Linked DNA regions of Macaca mulatta: region 2 is linked to region 1. A link is a contact called in public Micro-C data. All regions are on one chromosome and are shown on one strand. The core of a region is the stretch at or near the end of the contact, and the rest is flanking DNA. Distances in the headings are between cores, read along the strand shown.

Evidence for each region. A called contact is a pair of places that touch in the nucleus more often than the background predicts.
Region 2: a Micro-C map of CD4 T cells shows a contact between it and region 1, with 13 times the contacts expected there. The contact joins two enhancer-like sites. A contact is called at or near these places in 5 of 14 Hi-C or Micro-C datasets (CD4 T cells, blood, cortical neurons and 2 more).

Annotation. Positions count from the first base shown.
Region 1 is chr11:87,038,514-87,041,780 of T2T-MMU8v2.0, reverse strand. All of the region lies in intron 1 of PPP1R12A (protein phosphatase 1 regulatory subunit 12A), which reads left to right. Among named protein-coding and RNA genes, the nearest start is that of PPP1R12A, 46 kb to the left of the region's middle. Within about 2 kb of position 1,545, at least 2 of the 40 cell types and tissues checked have an H3K27ac peak or open chromatin away from gene starts, as enhancers often do.
Region 2 is chr11:87,324,099-87,327,365 of T2T-MMU8v2.0, reverse strand. No RefSeq gene overlaps it. Among named protein-coding and RNA genes, the nearest start is that of OTOGL, 23 kb to the left of the region's middle. Within about 2 kb of position 1,780, at least 8 of the 40 cell types and tissues checked have an H3K27ac peak or open chromatin away from gene starts, as enhancers often do.

The DNA of each region.
Region 1 (3,267 bases), core at 296-2,795:
ATCTAAATGTTCAGTGCCCCTCTTGTTTTGTGACTTTGAAGTATTAACTCCTGTTTCCTCAACTCCCCTCATCAGTGGTCCTAGAAATGCAGAGTAACTTGGTTGTCTAAAGTGGAAAATATTAGTTAAGATAATCAAATAACATTTTTCAATCCTTCATCATCCCCAGGACCCAGAATTATATATTCTTAACTTCATTTTTTATTTTTTTAAAAACATATCTGAATAAAGCTGAACAATTACTAGGTTCTCAGTCTGTCTTAGACATATCTTTGCTCTTTCCTTTCTGAAAAGGATCCAGGAATGTAGTTCCCCCCCTGCCCTCCAACTTTTTTTTTCTTTCCATGTCATGGCATGTCAAGAAAAATTTCCCTTCTCTTCCAAGACCTTTCCCCTTTTTCTCAATTAGAGAGAGAGAGAGAGAGAGAGAGAGAGAGAGAGAGAGAGTGTGTGTGTGTGTGTGTGTGTGTGTGTGTGTGTGTATGTATTCTTGAGGTTTCTGAAGTTATCCATGTATACTGGAGTAAGGAGAATTTGAGATTAGAGAGTTAATATTAGAAATTTATGTGTTGGCTTATGTCTGATGGCCTATGAGTTTATTGCAGGCAAGGTTTGGCTCTCTTTTAAAAAAGTTTTGAGCTAGGCCTCCGTACTTTATGCTAAAAAGTAAGTTGTTCAATGAATGTTGATTGTCCATAACTAACCATAATTTAATTAGAAAGCATCTTCAGAATCTCTTTATACAAATCCTTTGATATACTTTTGTTAAAAAGGATGCATATTACATATGCTTATTTTAATTAAAAAATGTTAAAAGACTGAAGTAATGATTAAATTTTAGATAAATTTTTCTTTACAACTAGAGAGAGTATTTTCTTAAAGATTTCTTTAAGATTTAGAAGATAGGTCTGAAAACATTTCAGTGGATATTTTTGTGTACGATAATTTTTAACTACATTTCAGTTTTAGACATACTGAATTGGTTGCTTACTGGGGAAGATGAGGAAGTCAGCACTCATCCGTTTTAGTCTTCATCTCATTTTGTTAGCCATGTTACTATTTCTACCTTATTAGAATGTATGATATTTAAATCCTGTCTAATTTACTTTGTATGAGTTTTTCAACCATCCTGTTTTGAATTCTGAGTTTATTTTGTTCTTTTGACTGGATTTTATTGTTAAATAAGATTTATCATCCACCTATGATCTCTTATTTTTTCAGTGTTGTTAAGCAGCCCCAAAACGTAGGGCATTTCCTTTGGTTTGTCAAGTTATGTCCTCTTTCACACTGCTGTCTCTATCTGAAGTTTTACATGCTGATACACTGCTATGGTCTGAATATTTCTGTCATGCCTAAAAATTCATATCTTGGAATCCTTACCCCAAGGTGATGGTATTAGAAGATGGGACCTTTGGGAGATGGTTGTCATGAGGGCAGAACCCTTTTAAATTGAAATTAGTGCTCTTATAAAAGAAGCCCAAGGGAGCTGCTTTCCCTTCCACCACATGAGTATACATGTATGAGTCAGCAAGCAGACCTTCACTGGACATGGAATCTGCCAGTGCCTTGATCTTGGACTTCTGACTCCAAAATTATGAAATAAATGTTTGCTGCTTATAAGTCACCCAGTTTATGATATTTTAAAAATAATAGCAGCACAAACAGACCAAGACACATTAACCCCCAACCCCCATTTCTTTTTTATTTTTTCTTCCTGTAGTATGTGTTGTTCATAGTTGCTGAATTAGGTTAGACTACAGAGGGCTGATTTGTAGTTAAGGATTGGCAAGAAAAGTTTAGACCCAGTACAGAACTGTATCAAAATAGCAAGCAAACAGTACAAATGTTGTAAACCAGATAAAGATACAGGGATGTGGGAGATACTATTTCCTAGTCAGTGTCTCCCTACCTCATGTGTTGGTGGTCGTTGTGGCTCGCTTTTGTTGTCTTTTCTATCACTAGGCTGGTGGAGAAAGAAGCAAAGGGAGAGCCCATCAGCTTCCTCTCCTACATATTACGATGTAGGCCATTCCTTGCTGTGACATTCATTTACTAGGGCTCTATTTCCTACTACCTTATAGGGCCTTCGGTTGAACTGGACATGTTCTGTCACAGTTGCCATAGTGTTTATTCTGCATCTTTTTAATATGTGAACAAATACACACACAAAATATAACAACAGTATGATCAGAGACGACTCATGTTTTACATTTGTTCTTTTCACTTTGCAAAATATCCAGGAATATGTTTCATGTTAGTCCATAAACTAGTTCTTTATTGATGGACATTTAAATTCTTTCCAGTTTTACGCTTACCAGAACTTAGCAAATAATTCTGTACATGGCATTTTGCACATGCGTGATTGTATCTACAGAATAAATTCCTAGAATGAAATTGCAGTGTCAAGGAATATGTGCATTTGAAATTTTGATAGATAGGACCAAATTGTTTTGGGGTGTTATTTTACCTTTTGCTGCTGTTGTTTAGTTGTGTGTAGCCTATTGGTTAGGGGCACAGATGCTGAAACCAGACTGCTGGATTAAAACCTGAATTTTGCCAGTTATCATCTGTTAAATGGTCGTAATAGTTCTTACATACTGGGTTGTTGTGAAGATTAAATGAATTAGTATATGTAAACTACCTGGAACCGTTCCCTGGCACATATCAAAGTGTTATGTAAGTAAGGGTTAGTGTTTATTTAGGAGATAGATTCTGTAAAATGTGGCTTCACTCTGCCATTTTTACTAGGAAGTACTTAACTCCTTATAATTCTATTTTCCATTTTCCCCTTGCTTCTATGTAACTACATTTACTTTCTTTCTTTCCCTCCTGCCTTTTCAAGCTACTGCTTCTCAACCCTCTGTTGTTTCCACTTTGTTAAATACTCATGCCCTCTGGGTTCTGACATAGCTTCTCTGATCACATTTTATATATGCTGCTTGTGCCATGTTATTTATTCCTCTAGTTTTGGTTACTGTGGGTATCAGTAGTTCACAACCTAATGTATTTTACAAGTTAGATGGGCAACTTCTTTAAAGAGGAAATTTCTGGGCACCACCTTCAGAGATTTTGATTTCTCCTCTCCCCTAAATATTGGTTAAGTACTATAGTTAAATTCGTAGCGTTTATCATAGCTTTTTTTGTTGTTGTGTGTTTAGTTACGTGTCTTGCTACTGGACTCTAAGCTGTATGAATTCAGATATCTGGTCTGTATACTTAACCATTGTATTCCTACCAGCCAGCATAGTGTCTGGCTATAGCGGACAC
Region 2 (3,267 bases), core at 531-3,030, 290 kb before region 1:
AGGGTTTCACCATGTTGGTCAAGCTGGTCTCGAACTCCTGACCTCATGATCCGCCCACCTCAGCCTCTCAAAGTGCTGGGATTACAGGCGTGAGCCACCGCTCACCTCTTTTTAAAAGGAACAGCAGCTTCCCAGTATAGCCAAGTAATCCCCAGAACATGAAATTTAACACAGAAAATTTCTGACTTTTGTGATCTTCTCTATCCAAGGGCATGACAAATATTTAATTCACTCTTCAATGTTCATATTCAATCCTATTTCTTCAAATAGCATCGTTGAAAATTAAAAAGAAATCTCAACCCTCTCCCCAAGTGAATATTTCAAGCTGCATCCTGTGTCAAGTCCTGGCACTGAGTCAGCCTTGTCAGCCCAATTTAGAGCACATGGCAGTAATCCAATTCATTGTGGCTGTGGTCCCCAGATCAGGTTTCAAAAAAGAAGGGGCAGCAATCCGGTGACCTTCTCAAGATAGTAGAAAACAACTCTGGTCATGACTGACATCTGATCTTTCTGCTAACATTAGCTCCTAATCAAAGATGGTGCCAAGCTTGTATCCGACACCAGCCCACAAATCTTTCTGTCCTCCTCCAAGAGGTGTGGGCATCCTGTCACCCACTGAGTTTCAGTTTTAGAATGACTGTCCCTTTCAGATCCAAGGAAGTCTGGTTTTATTGACATTTGAGATAAAGCTCAAGGCCTGTCTTAATTGAGCTTTCCGGTTATTTATAATGCATACGTATTTACTATTCATTGTCTTTATACTTATCCTCACTAAGTATAAGGTGTTCAATGTGATTCTTAATAAAGACATAGTTATAACTTTCTAAAATTAACAACCCCAGAATATTCATATTAAAATCAGGAGATGGCATCCACTTGGAAGCTTTTTCTGTGCATCTCTCATCCTGTCATCCCATTTTTTTTTTTTTTTGAGACGCAGTCTTGCACTGTTGCCGAGGCTGGAGTGCAGTGGCGCCATCTCAGCTCACTGGAAGCTCCACCTCCTGAATTCACGCCATTCTCCTGCCTCAGCCTCCCGAGTAGTTGGGACTACAGGCACGAGCCACCATGTCTGGCTAATTTTTTTGTGTGTGTACTTTTAGTAGAGACGTGGTTTCACCATGTTAGCCAGCATCCTTTCTTAAAAATGTATTACTCTTCCTGGGCTTTGAGTCATCCTTCCTCCATACTTCTGCTGGATCTTCAGGACTGGCTCAGGCATGGCCACAAATTGGCCCCAGGAACGTCTGCAGAAGTAAACTTTACCTCCTAGGCCAGGCCCCATTTTTCTTACTTCACCAAATACTAAGTATCAGTATAAAAAAAAACAACCTGGCCACTTGCCTAAATCGTCCCTAAATCAGGAAGCTGTTCTTGATGTGAAGAGGCCTTTAGGGAATGCTGTTGTTTTCTCATCCCTTACCTCTTATATAAAAGTCCATGTTGAGGCCTGAAGATTCCTGGAGCTGTGGATGTGTTCAAAGTAACTACTGGCTTTGCCCCAGCTCTGAGTTTACACATAATATATTATTTGAATTAGTTGAGTTCCAAGTTTTCTATACAGAATTTTATCTTCTTTCTATCTCCATAAACAAACAATCTTTGAAGCTAGATAATATGAGAAAAGAGGATGGAATCATTTCACCCTGCCTTGTTTGTTTCCATGAGGATTCTAACCAAAAGGAAAAGATGAGTCATTCTGCATCATTTCCTATGTGGTGCTTTGGACTCTGTGCTATCTTAGCCAAAAGAGGGCAGCACTCCATGGGTTTTGAATTCACAGGAAGCAAAACTTCAAACAGTTTTTAATTGAACTCTTAAGCAAGGCACTGTACTCTATTACATGGGATAACACAGATTAATAAGACCGCCCCAAACAAGCAGGAACAGGAAAGGAGAGAACAGTTGGGGAGAGCAGTTAAAACACTGTCATGTGTTTGGGAGTCGTGAGCGATACGTCTGAAAATAAAGAATGGATGAGATTGTGAGGGTTCCTTGATGAGTAGGCATTTATTCTTTATTTGAAATGCAGTGGGGAGCCTCTCAAAGTTTTTCAACAAGTGAATCATATGATTAGAACTCTGTCTGGGGAAGATACATGTGTTAGGGATGTATTGGAGAGATTAAAACAGAGAGACCAAAGAGCAGAGGGAAACATGGATAGAAAAATAATACAAGAGACATCCAGGAAGTGATGAAGATCTAAACCAGAGGTATGACAGAGAGAAAGGGAGGGTGGCACCTGATGGGAGAGACACAGCTAAGTAGGAAAGATGGACTTTAACGGACTTGATAGAGGGAGAAAGGGACCAAGATAAACCCAGAGTTTCACATCTGAGACCTGGGCATATGGTAGAGCCTTTAACCAAAATTAGGAAGAAAGAAAAACACAACTGTTTGAAGCAAACGTAGCAAATTTGGTCTTGAACACATTTTCCCTTCAGAGAGCGTGAGATGTGACTAAGTTGCCAAGATATAAGGGTTAAAAGATAAAAATATAGGAAGGGTATGACTTAAAGGACTACTTTGGAAAGAAGTAGCCCTAAATGCTTACCTGAAAGCCCAGTGCTGAATATATGGCCCACTTGCAAGTGCAGTGTTGAGCCTTAGTGGCCTGTGTTTCTATACCTTCTTGATGTCATCTAACTCTCCCTATTTGTCCCTTTGTTCTTATATTTTTATAGTTGTATCTTATGGTAGTGCCACCTCAAATCATTTTGTGAATAAATTAGAATAAGCAGCAATTAATCAATCCTAATTATTACATCTTTCTATATAGACTTTAAGACACAGCCATCTTCAGTAAGCACATAGGACCCGTGTGTAAAATGCAGATCACAATATTTACTGAAAACTAATATGCTAGGCAGTAAACTAAAAGTTTTATACACATCATTTAATTTTATATTATGATTAACAAAACAAGATTATGAAGTAACTCCATTATTATCCCTTTTTACAGATGAGGACATCGAAACACAATGACATTAATACTAATTTGGCTGGGTGCAGGGGCTCACACTTATAATTCTAGTACTTTGGAAGGCCAAGGTGAGCAGATCACTTGAGATCAGGAGTTCAAGACCAGCCTGACCAACATGGCAAAACACTGTCTCTATTAAAAATACAAAAATTAGCCAGGCGTGGTGGTGCACACTTGTGATCCCAGCTACTTGGGAGACTGAGGCAGGGCAATCGGGAATCGCTTGAACCCAGAAGGCAGAGGTTGCAGTGAGCCGATATTGCACCACTGCACTCCAACCTGGG